Linked DNA regions of Mus musculus: region 1 is linked to region 2. The links are chromatin contacts, called in public targeted proximity ligation maps. All regions are on one chromosome and are shown on one strand. The core of a region is the stretch at or near the end of the contact, and the rest is flanking DNA. Distances in the headings are between cores, read along the strand shown.

Region 1 (4,885 bases), core at 430-2,929, 710 kb before region 2:
AAATGGTGCGGTCCCCAAGTCCTCATATGCTACTAACCTAGTGGAGTTAAGGAATAGAGCGTAGGAACTTCTTAAAACCTAGATCTCCACAGAGAATGACGAGGCAGAAAGACAGAGGGTCAGGGAAGTGTGTGCAGAGGGGAAGGCCAGGACGAGTGAGTATATTTCCTGTCTTGTTTACATGCAGCCACTTCCCCCCCACCCCATACTGCCTGAGTCTTCCCGAAGAGGGTTATTTGAAGCATTTATGCCCTCCCTATCCTAGTCCCTGGCTAGTGCCTCAAAAGCCAAGCTCATAATTTCACCTTGGTCCTTCACTAACCCTGTCACAAGCAGATAAAAGGCAGGCACCTAGTTTCCTAAAGGGCTGAGAGAGAGAGAGAGAGAGAGAGAGAGAGAGAGAGAGAGAGAGAGAGAGAGGGAGAGAGAGGCATCGTCCCACCCCATCCCCTAAGTCTCTCTTCTGTACCTTATCTGATTTTTGTCTTGCTATGGACAAGTGGATGGATACTCATACTGGCAGATGATAAGAAAGGCAGGTCAAATAAAACACCACGTGGTTTTTTTGTTTGGTTTTGGTTTTTCGAGACATGGTTTCTCTGTATAGCCCTGGCTGTCCTGGAACACACTTTGTAGACCAGGCTGGCCTCGAACTCTTGCAAGTTTACATTGTTCTTCTTCAGCACTCAGGCCTGAGTTCCAGCAAGTACCGCGGGCGGTGACTGCACCACTGTAACAGACGGAATTGATGGGAAAATGCCTACTTCCCCAAGGACCCTGAGTGGCTCTTGCTGCCCTGACTGCGCCCTGGGAGTTGTCTTCAGGGTCCCTCAGAAGCCCTCACAATCTACAACTACAAGAGAAACTCTTGCTTCAGCAAGGCATATCTGAGGCGCTTCTCTGGAATTTATGCCAGTGACCATCCTGAGTGGCCCGGGGAGTGGTTGGACAGCTGGGTGGATTTTGGAGTCCCAATCCTGGAGAGCAAGTCTCGATTCTTGTTCTCCACACGTCACCGGAAAGCATCCAGGCTCAGCGCACTTCTCCGTTCCTCGCTGCTTCTTACCTTACTTCTGATCACGAGCTCCCTTCTGTTTTGAATTCCTTGGAGCCCGTCTCCCTTCATTGGACATACAACTGTATGCAATCTCAGTTTTGATACAACTTTCCCAGCTTGTGATGTATATTTCTCTAGTTTTCTTTGAACCCCCCCAGTGTGAAACATATCTAATACAACGTTTTGTACTCTTCATGACACATAGCTGTCGGGGATTCAAATCACAAGATAGAATGTAATACGCCCCGGGGAGTGGGTGGACCCCATATACCCTTGAAACAGAAGGATGTTGCTGAGATGGTCCAGTGCCTTACCCTGTCACTCAGATGCTCAGTCAGAAAATAAAAGCTCTGGTTGAACTGGCTTTGAACTGTCCCTCAGGGCCTTCATGCTTTCCCAACAGCCCTCACAGAGTCACTTCCACTATGTCGCAGTCACCTGGGGATGACACTCTAAAGACTCTTCATTCTGAGAACATTGAACAAAAGTTTTTGTGTTTTGGGAAAGGACCCTTGCACTCCCTACACATGACTTTTCTACCCTGGGGTGGTTCTTGAAGACAACTTCCCCAAGCAGTCGTCAGAAGGGGTGCTCACACTGTCTCTTGTCACATGTGGTTCATATGCTCAGCCACAGCTCAGTCATGCGTATGTGCTCTGGCCCTTGTGACATCTCCTGAGGCCAGCAGGATGCTGGCAAGCCCAGTGTCTGCTCAAACTTATCTTTTAGTTTCTCTTCAGAGTCTCAGAAAAACACAGGTGGAAATCTGCGCTCGATATTGCGGGAAACACAAGTTGTATGTATAAAATTTTGCCAAAACCCCAGTGAAATTCTAAAATTTAAACATATTTTAAAAAAATAATGTTTAAATGTTTTTATGCTGAAAATACTCAAATTGTGCTTGCCTCTCAAATACAGTGAGAATAAAAATTGCTTACAGTCTCATGGCATGGGCAGAGCTACTCACTATTACTATAATTCTTGTTACACAGCCTTGAAAGCAAAGTGAAAGAAGGAAAAAAAAAAGAAAGGAATATGAAATATAAGCTGTTTGCCCCACCACCTCCCACCCTACTGCTGATCTTTACAAAAGGATTTTAAGGAGGAATTTTCCCCAAATTTTGTAAAGAAACGATCTTGCTAATAACAACATCGTGGAGGTATTTTTGTTGTCTGTGAACACCACAGCATCTCAGTGGCCATTCTGCTTTAGAAAACATACTCTAGAGAAAAATGACAGTTTGCACAAAGCCCAACAGCTAGCTGTCTTAAAAGGAATTTTGTATGCATATGATTCTCCAGAAGGGTCATATTTTTGAACCTTGTTTTTGAACAAAGCCCTCTTGACAGTCTAGGGCACTCCTTTCCAGCCATTTTCTTACCTTGGTTGTTTATTTTGGCTTGGCACTGTACCCCAAATGGTGCTAAGGTGCCCTGCGCATTACCCCACCATCCCCCGCCCCTTCTCTCACACATACCCACCACTATTGGTCTCTCCTCTGGGCTTTGGTATTTGTGAGCTTACATTTCAGTCCTGGCTCAGCAACACTGTCTGCATTTTCTCCTCTGTCTAAGACTTGAACCCCCTGCCCCCATAGGGTCCCATGAGAATGGACAAGTAATAGATGCAAATTGTGTGCTGACTTCATAATAACTTACCAACATACAGAGACTTAAGATGACATTCAACAATTTTTTTTGTATTTCTCTGTAATTTTGTTCTTGAGATTTCCATGGTCCGATGGTAACCTATAATACCAACACAGCTCTATGACTAATCTATTTTCACTCTGCTAGACAAGTTATTTCCAGTTTGGGGACAGAGATGTTGTAACTAAAGCAAGTTCTTTCCCTTCTGTTCTACTTCTTTTCTTTAGAAGAAAATTCCTGGAATAGCATTTCTAAACAGGGACATTAACCTTGAGCAATCTAACTCTGTCTCTCTCTGTCTCTCTGTCTGTCTCTCTGTCTGTCTGTCTGTCTGTCTGTCTCTCTCTTTCTCTCTCTCTCACACACATACAGAGAGAGAGAGAACAACTTTTTGTGCCTACAGTGTCTTCTATATTTTGCATTTCCTTGGAGAGATTTTTGAGCAGCAGAATTACTTGAGCAAACTGGAGGACAAGTGGCCTGCCCTCCATGCTATAAATCCTATATATGCCTCATTGTGCCAATTTATTCTTCCATAAACAATCTATGAAACCACCAGCTTCATATAGTCTAGTGTATTGCTTAGCGTATTACTATAGAGTATGTATGTAAGTAGTGATACAATTAAGAAATTTCTTGGCCAATGAAACAGCAGGAAAAGCCTGTTCAAATTTTATCTTGACTAAATATTTTGTATTTTTTCTATTCCAATTTTAAATTGCTTGGTAAGTTAATCATTTCAGCACATGTCCTGGTTTAACAAGCAATATGATCATTTCTTCCTTTCTGTCTCTACAGATGAACATCCTGGGCATGCTTGCTTCCTCTGTTTGCTGCAGCTGTTATAATGTGGAAGTTAATTTTCATAGGACAAACAGAACTGAGCAGGAAGCACGCACCATCTCCTCTTGGGAGGACCCTGGCTGTTAGAACGAACAGTGGTACACAAGTTCTATTAGATGGGGGCAGCTGCAGGCACTGCCACATCATTGCAGGATGCAGGTCCTTGCTAGCATCTCAGGGTTTTGTTCCAAGATCAACAGAGATGTTCTGTTAATATGTTAATTAATTGGCTTTCTCTTCTCTGTGACAAGAAACCCCACAAAACACCCCAAGGAGGGAGACATTTCTTCTGGCTCAGTGTTAGAGTGTCCGTGATCACGGCAGGAAGAGTATTGCATGGTAGAGTGGACCGACACCTCCAACAAGGAGGGAAGGAGACAGCATGGGGGCAGGGATGCATTTGAGAAGAAGCCCATTCTCAAGGGCTGTCCTTATCCCACTTTTCCTTTGCCTGGATCACTCAGTCTACAGGATGGCGCAGTTCCAACCACATGCAGCACAGGTCTTCCCCACGTATGGGATTCTCTGTGGATGTGACCCCACAGATATATCATGAGTCACCTTTACTAGTCTCCTAGTTGTGACCTTTCAGGAGAATCAAGTTGACAAATTTAATCACCAGGGGTTGTGGTGGTGGCTCAGTGGGTAAAGTGTTTTCAAGTAACAAGAACTGAGAGCCTCAGAAGCAGTGTCAAAGTCTGGTGGGTGTGGTAGCCAGCCTACAATCCTAGCAAGCTGGAGGATTGGTAGGGAGTCCCTGGAGAATGCTGGCTAGCTGGACTAGCCAACACAAGAAGCTCAGGGGTCATCAAGAGACCCTGTCTCAATAGGTAAGTGAACAGTCAAGGAAGACATCAGCCTTAGACCTCCACACATATGTGTTTGCACGCCCACATACCTACACACATGCACAGGCACACACACTAGAAAAAAAAGTTTAGTCACAGTAAACTCAAAATTAGGTTAACAATCTGGGCTATGATAATAAAACTCCTCCGAAACGTTTCTGTAATAAGACACCACTGAGAAATAAGTTCAATGTCACCTTAGAATATGCTATTCCTGTAGAAAAGGCTATATGACAAGCCAAATAATACTCATTGCTCTTCTCAGGAACCAGGTATCAGGAGAGGGTGAGAGGCAGGAGCAGGGTGGCTGGAGTGACCACAGCTGCTGGCTCCGTTAAGCTGTGTGAATCTGATACATTCCTTGGCCACTGAAGGGACAGATCTGGCAGTTGGTGGGACTACGTGGACCCAGTGGTCATGCCTGAGTTCACTGACATATTTTTCTTTCTTGGCTTCTTTTCTCTAGACTCCCTGCACAGTATTTCTA
Region 2 (5,339 bases), core at 1,802-4,301:
TGGAGAGGTGGGAATGAGTGGGAGGAGGGAGAACACCATCATAGAAGCAGGGCGTAAGAGGATAGAGGAAAGGGTTTTGGGGGGGTGGAAGATGGAAACCTGGAAAGGGGATAACATTTGAAATGTAAATAAAATATCCAATAAAAAATAAACTAAAACTTTAAGATTTATTTTTTAATTTTTACTAATGTTTATATGTGTATCTGTACACACACACACACACACACATATATGTATATGTATATATATATGGTAGCCAAGGAGACAGGAACCGCACCCAGCCGCTATCATGAAATTCTTCCAGTAAAATTTGCTCTTACTCTTCTTCTGCCCTGTTAGCGAAGATTTCTGGAAGTCAGAGTATTTTCCAGGCCCATCTTACTAGCCAGGATTCAACTTGGTTACTTTTCTATTGCTGCAACCAAACACCACGACCAAGACAACTTATTAAAAAAAAAATGCCATGTGGAGAAAGCATCGGAACTTCAATCAACCAGAGACTCCTTGCTTGCTCATCTTGGTGAGAAAAAAAAAAAAAAAAAAAAAAAAAAAAAGAAATAGAATTGACTTTGACTTACAGTTTCAGAGGTTTTGAGTCCATGAAGTCAGAGTAAAGATGCAGCTGACATCTTACATCTTGATCCACAACCGTGAGCTAGAGGACAAGGGAGAGGGAGAAGGGAAGGGAGAGGGGGAAGGGGAGAGAGAAAAATGGAGAATGACACAAGTCTTTTGAGACTTTAAAGCCCACAGCCTCTCCAATAAGGCCACACCTCCTAGTCCTTCCCAAACGTTTCTACCCATTGGGGACCAGGTATAAAACCATGATTCTGTGGAAGCCAGTCTTAGTCAAACTACCACAGCCTTCTCCAGCAGTCATGGCTATTGTTTTAATAATCTTCCCTGATGCAGCAGTTCTCAACCTGTAGGTCACAAACAACCTTTTCTCAGGGGTGACCTACCATTACATTTCATACAGTAGCAAAATTACTGTAATGAAGTAGCAGCAAAAATAATTTTATGATTGGGGATCACGACAGCATGAGGAAGCGATTTAATGGGTCGCAGCTTTAGGAAGGTTGAGAACCACTGCCCTGATGGAGCTCATGAAAGCCCAGCCTCCTCCAGTGGTCATATCTTCCTTAGCACCATGTGGGGAATAGAAGGAACGAGCTTAATGCCCTGTAAGTGCAACGATGATTAGCAGACCAGAACTCCTCCAGCCATCCTGCGAACGTAAGGAGGGCCTACTGAGGTAGATGGATTTTCAGGGATGTAAATGCAGGGGAGGCATAACCTAGGTGTGATGGGGGGACCCAGGTTCTCCCTGGGACAACAGAAAAAGAAAGACCTTTGTTTTGAGCAAGGAGGGAGTCTACTTCTATTACTGGAGATTTGTTTGCTAGCCAATACCTCAATTTGTTGCAGTTTATACTCTAGACACAGAATGATCCTGCAGTTAACACAAAGAAGGGGGGATTATCCAGGAAACCAGCCTTGCTGGACACAGGGGCTCAGACGGAGATTAAGTCGGCTGTTACCAGAGAAGAGCTACAGGGGCCTTTAAAGGTCTCTTTCAAGCTCGTAAATCTAGATTCTATTTCCTTCCAACCGTTTCTGTGGATTTTTAGTGCAACCAGAGGATTGGAATTCACAAAGGGTAAAATATTATTTCCAGGTCTGAGCTTGTACAGGAACAATTCTATCGGAGGACATAGCATCCTAAGCCTGTGAATAACTAGAAGTAATAATCCAATAACTTCTGCCAGATGCACAGGTTCTTTGTTACCCAGATGAGTCATAATCGTTCATGACCTGAGACTAGAGAGGTCTTGGGATCTAGGAAGACAGCTATTACTGTTATTTTTATAAAGAAGCGTAGCAAAAAACCAAACAAACAGAAAACGGAAAGCAAACATGAAAAGGGCTCCTAATAATGTATTGCTATACCCATATGTCAGCATATCTCTCAGCCCTAGTCAGAAAAGCTTCCTCTGTAGCAGAGAGGAACTAACTCTGAGACCCATACATGAACAATGGCCACAAACTTTGGCCAACCCAGCCCTAAATAGAATGTCTTTCTCAAACTCTTCCCTTCAAGGCTCAGGGATCCAAGAGCCAGAGATGGTGGATGCCTTCCAGACACAACAGGAGGGCTGATGCACACATGAACTCACACAGACTGTGGCAGCATGCGTTAAGCCTGGCACACATTCAAGACAGACAAAATCCTGACACGGAGAAGGGGAAGTGGACACTAAGTCCCACCTCTAACCAAGAAGCTGTTTGTAATACCCACTGGGAACAGGAAAATCAGTTTCTTCTAATGGAGCAATGATAGATATATCAGCTACACTCCATGACATTCTGAGGAGCTGATGGTCAACACAAAATGGACTCTATGTGTGTGTGTGTGTGTGTGTGTGTGTGTGTGTGTGTTGCTTTTGTTTATTTTGTTTTTGTTTGTTCTGATTTCTTTTTAAAGAAAGAACATGAAGTTGGGTGGCTATGGAGGATCTTGGAGGAGTTAGGGGAAGGGGAAAGGATATGATAAAAATATATTACACAAAAAGATTTAAGCCAACAAATAAAAATAAGAACTTCATAGTAAACTTAGATATTTGCTTATCCAGGGATAACAATGGTATAGCAGTGGTAGACATAAAAAAGAAAATTCAGCTTTATTCAACTCAAATGTTACTGAAAACTGGCAAGATTGTAAAGGGTGATTTAAGAAGACAAAGAGGTCGAACCCAGCTTCTCTCACTCGTCCATTAAGTGGATCCTTCCCTGGTCACTAGGATACAAACACCAGGAAGCTAGTGCGATGACCTCTGCTCTCTTTTAGTCTTGTTTCTCCAGTGAGGCCTGGCCACCAGAACACACACCACTGCTTGCTCTCAGAGAACCCAAGCTGTGTAGAGTCCCTGGTTTTCTTGGCAAAGTTTGTGCACTTGAGAAAGGGAGGCAAACAGGAAGTGTAAGCATAGAATCAGAGTTCAAGAGAAGTCCAGCGCAGTTGTGGGACACGATTTCCAAGGAGCTGGATATATTAATTAGGTGGTAGTGACACCACCTGGTCATCATGAGCATCTTCCCTCACACGGAACACTGGGAAAGGAATAGACTTGGCTTTTCTGCTTAAGCCATGTTAGATGCAATTGCAATTACATCAGAGGTACAAGGGCCTTGATCTTGAGAGGTTTAATCATCTATGCAACAGAAAAAAAATGCATTAATGCTAACTCCCTTACTTCAGCAGTTTGACTCTGGAGATTAGGAGGTATGGAGTCCTGATACCTCGACTTCTCTGGGCATCCCAACGAACACTCAGATCAACCCAGGCAAGGCTTTGATGGATAATAAACCTGATAAAATACTAAGGAAACCATGGAACAATAGAATTATAGGTCATTTGGAACTCATAGAATAATCTATGAGAAAGAGATCCTTGTAGGTTTGTGTGAAAAGCAAAATTAAAACAGCAACAAGAAGATGTGGTCAAAGTTTCACTTTTCTTGCAAGTCTCTCCCATGGACTCTTTGGCTGTCTCATCCCAATACTAAATCAAAGAACTCAGGGCAGTGAGTGTGGTCACTCAGCCCTGTAATCCTGGGACTTGGAATTTTAGCTTTCTAGTGAGTTTGGAGCCAGCCTTGACTATATAGTAAAGCCCTGTCTCGAAACACACAAAAGATTAAGAAAACAACAATAATACTAAGACAAGAAAAATGAGGGACTATTCTGGGTTGTCTGGAATATTCTAATCACCACTGTGTACAACCTTCAGATTTCCACTACTGGAAGAAATTCCTAAGATAAGCAGTTCACAAGGAGAAAGCACACATTTTTGACATGCAATTTCAGAGGTCCATGGGCACTTAGCCATGTCGCTCTGGGCTTGTGGCAGTTTGGCATAGTACAGCAGGATCATAATACAGTGCAAAAGACTTGTCACCTCATGGTGTCCAGAAAGCAAAGAGTGGAAAAATAGCATCCTTGAAGAGCATGTGCCCCAGGGAACTCTCCTCCTTCCACTACCCCTCACATACTAAACGTCTACAGCTTCCATGGATGCGGCCATTGAGGCTTGAACACATGGGCTTTTTGGAGGGCAGTTATGATCCAAACTAGTAATATACTACTTAACAGTGATACAATTATCCCATTTAATCTCTATTTTAGAACCATTTAACTTCTAGAACAAATGAAATGCTCTCAAACCCGAGTTTTTTGATACCTTGTATAATTATATTTCTCTCACCTTTACCAAATCTATCAGTTAGGGTTTTGTCAGAAGAACAGAAATGACTCTACCATGCTCAGAATTATGGACTTAACGTAGATCTTGGACTTAGGAGGCCTGGAAGGAAAAGCAAATAAGAGAACTAGAGAAGCAAGAGGAGGAGATGGCAATGTGACACTGTGTGGCATTCAGAGATCAGTATCTGTATGATGTAGTGGTCAGCCTCAAGGACCAAGAGACTAAAAGGGAAGAAAACCCATCATTAAAATATACGATTCAGTTCCTAGGCCAGCCAATACTAGGAATGCTGAGCACAGTCACCCTCGCCAGTGTTGGCAACAATGAGGATCCACAGTTAGTGCAGAAGGCTGGATCACTGAAAGGCCATATCTGCTTCCACAAATACCAGCAGCTACAAAAGAGTCTGAGGAATAAACAATGTCTCTTCCTTCTGCTAGCATTTAGCAGAAAGCCAAATCCTACAAGCATTTGGAGATTTGGGGATGTAGCTGTGGATGCCTGACCCTAACAATACAAAACAGACAGAATGTGGTCCTGGAACTGAGGGAAAGAGGGAGGTAACTGTCCTACCAAGTAAAATAAGGCAAGATGTATCTCCTAGAAGGCAAATGAACATGTGCCATTTGGAGGCTCATGCACGGTCCTGAGGGGTATTAATGCTGTAATATGCTCCAGTCCTAGTTGAGCATTTACTGGTTCCGACATGATGGGCAGAGAATGGTGCTGAACTCACACCCATCCATCCAACTCATCCAAACATCCAACCCAATCAATATATATCTATCCATTCAATCCCACTCATCTACCCATTTTCATTTGGTTCAACCCATCAATTCAACCCATGCAGCCAATGCATGAATGCACATATCCATCAACATGTATCATACATTATTTCATCTTTCCAGTCCAATCCATTCATGACACACACATACATGCATTCATACACACATACATACAATCCATCTAACCATCCAATCAGTCCATCCATCCAATCTATCCACCCAACCTATTCCTATTAATTCAGTCCCATCCATTAACTCAACCATCCATCTATCCATTCACCCATCTATCC

Evidence for each region.
Region 1: a targeted proximity ligation map of microglia shows a contact between it and region 2, with 5 times the contacts expected there. A contact is called at or near these places in 16 of 484 Hi-C or Micro-C datasets (the G1E-ER4 cell line, Sertoli cells, adipose-derived mesenchymal stem cells and 10 more), 2 of 130 datasets of targeted methods (large pre-B cells and microglia) and 1 of 9 other capture datasets (embryonic stem cells).

Annotation. Positions count from the first base shown.
Region 1 is chr19:29,483,470-29,488,354 of GRCm38.p6, reverse strand. No RefSeq gene overlaps it. Among named protein-coding and RNA genes, the nearest start is that of A930007I19Rik, 36 kb to the left of the region's middle.
Region 2 is chr19:28,774,748-28,780,086 of GRCm38.p6, reverse strand. Gm35922 (a long non-coding RNA gene) reads right to left here. Exons shown (of 4, transcript XR_877801.1): 3 at 579-655. Among named protein-coding and RNA genes, the nearest start is that of Gm35922, 17 kb to the right of the region's middle.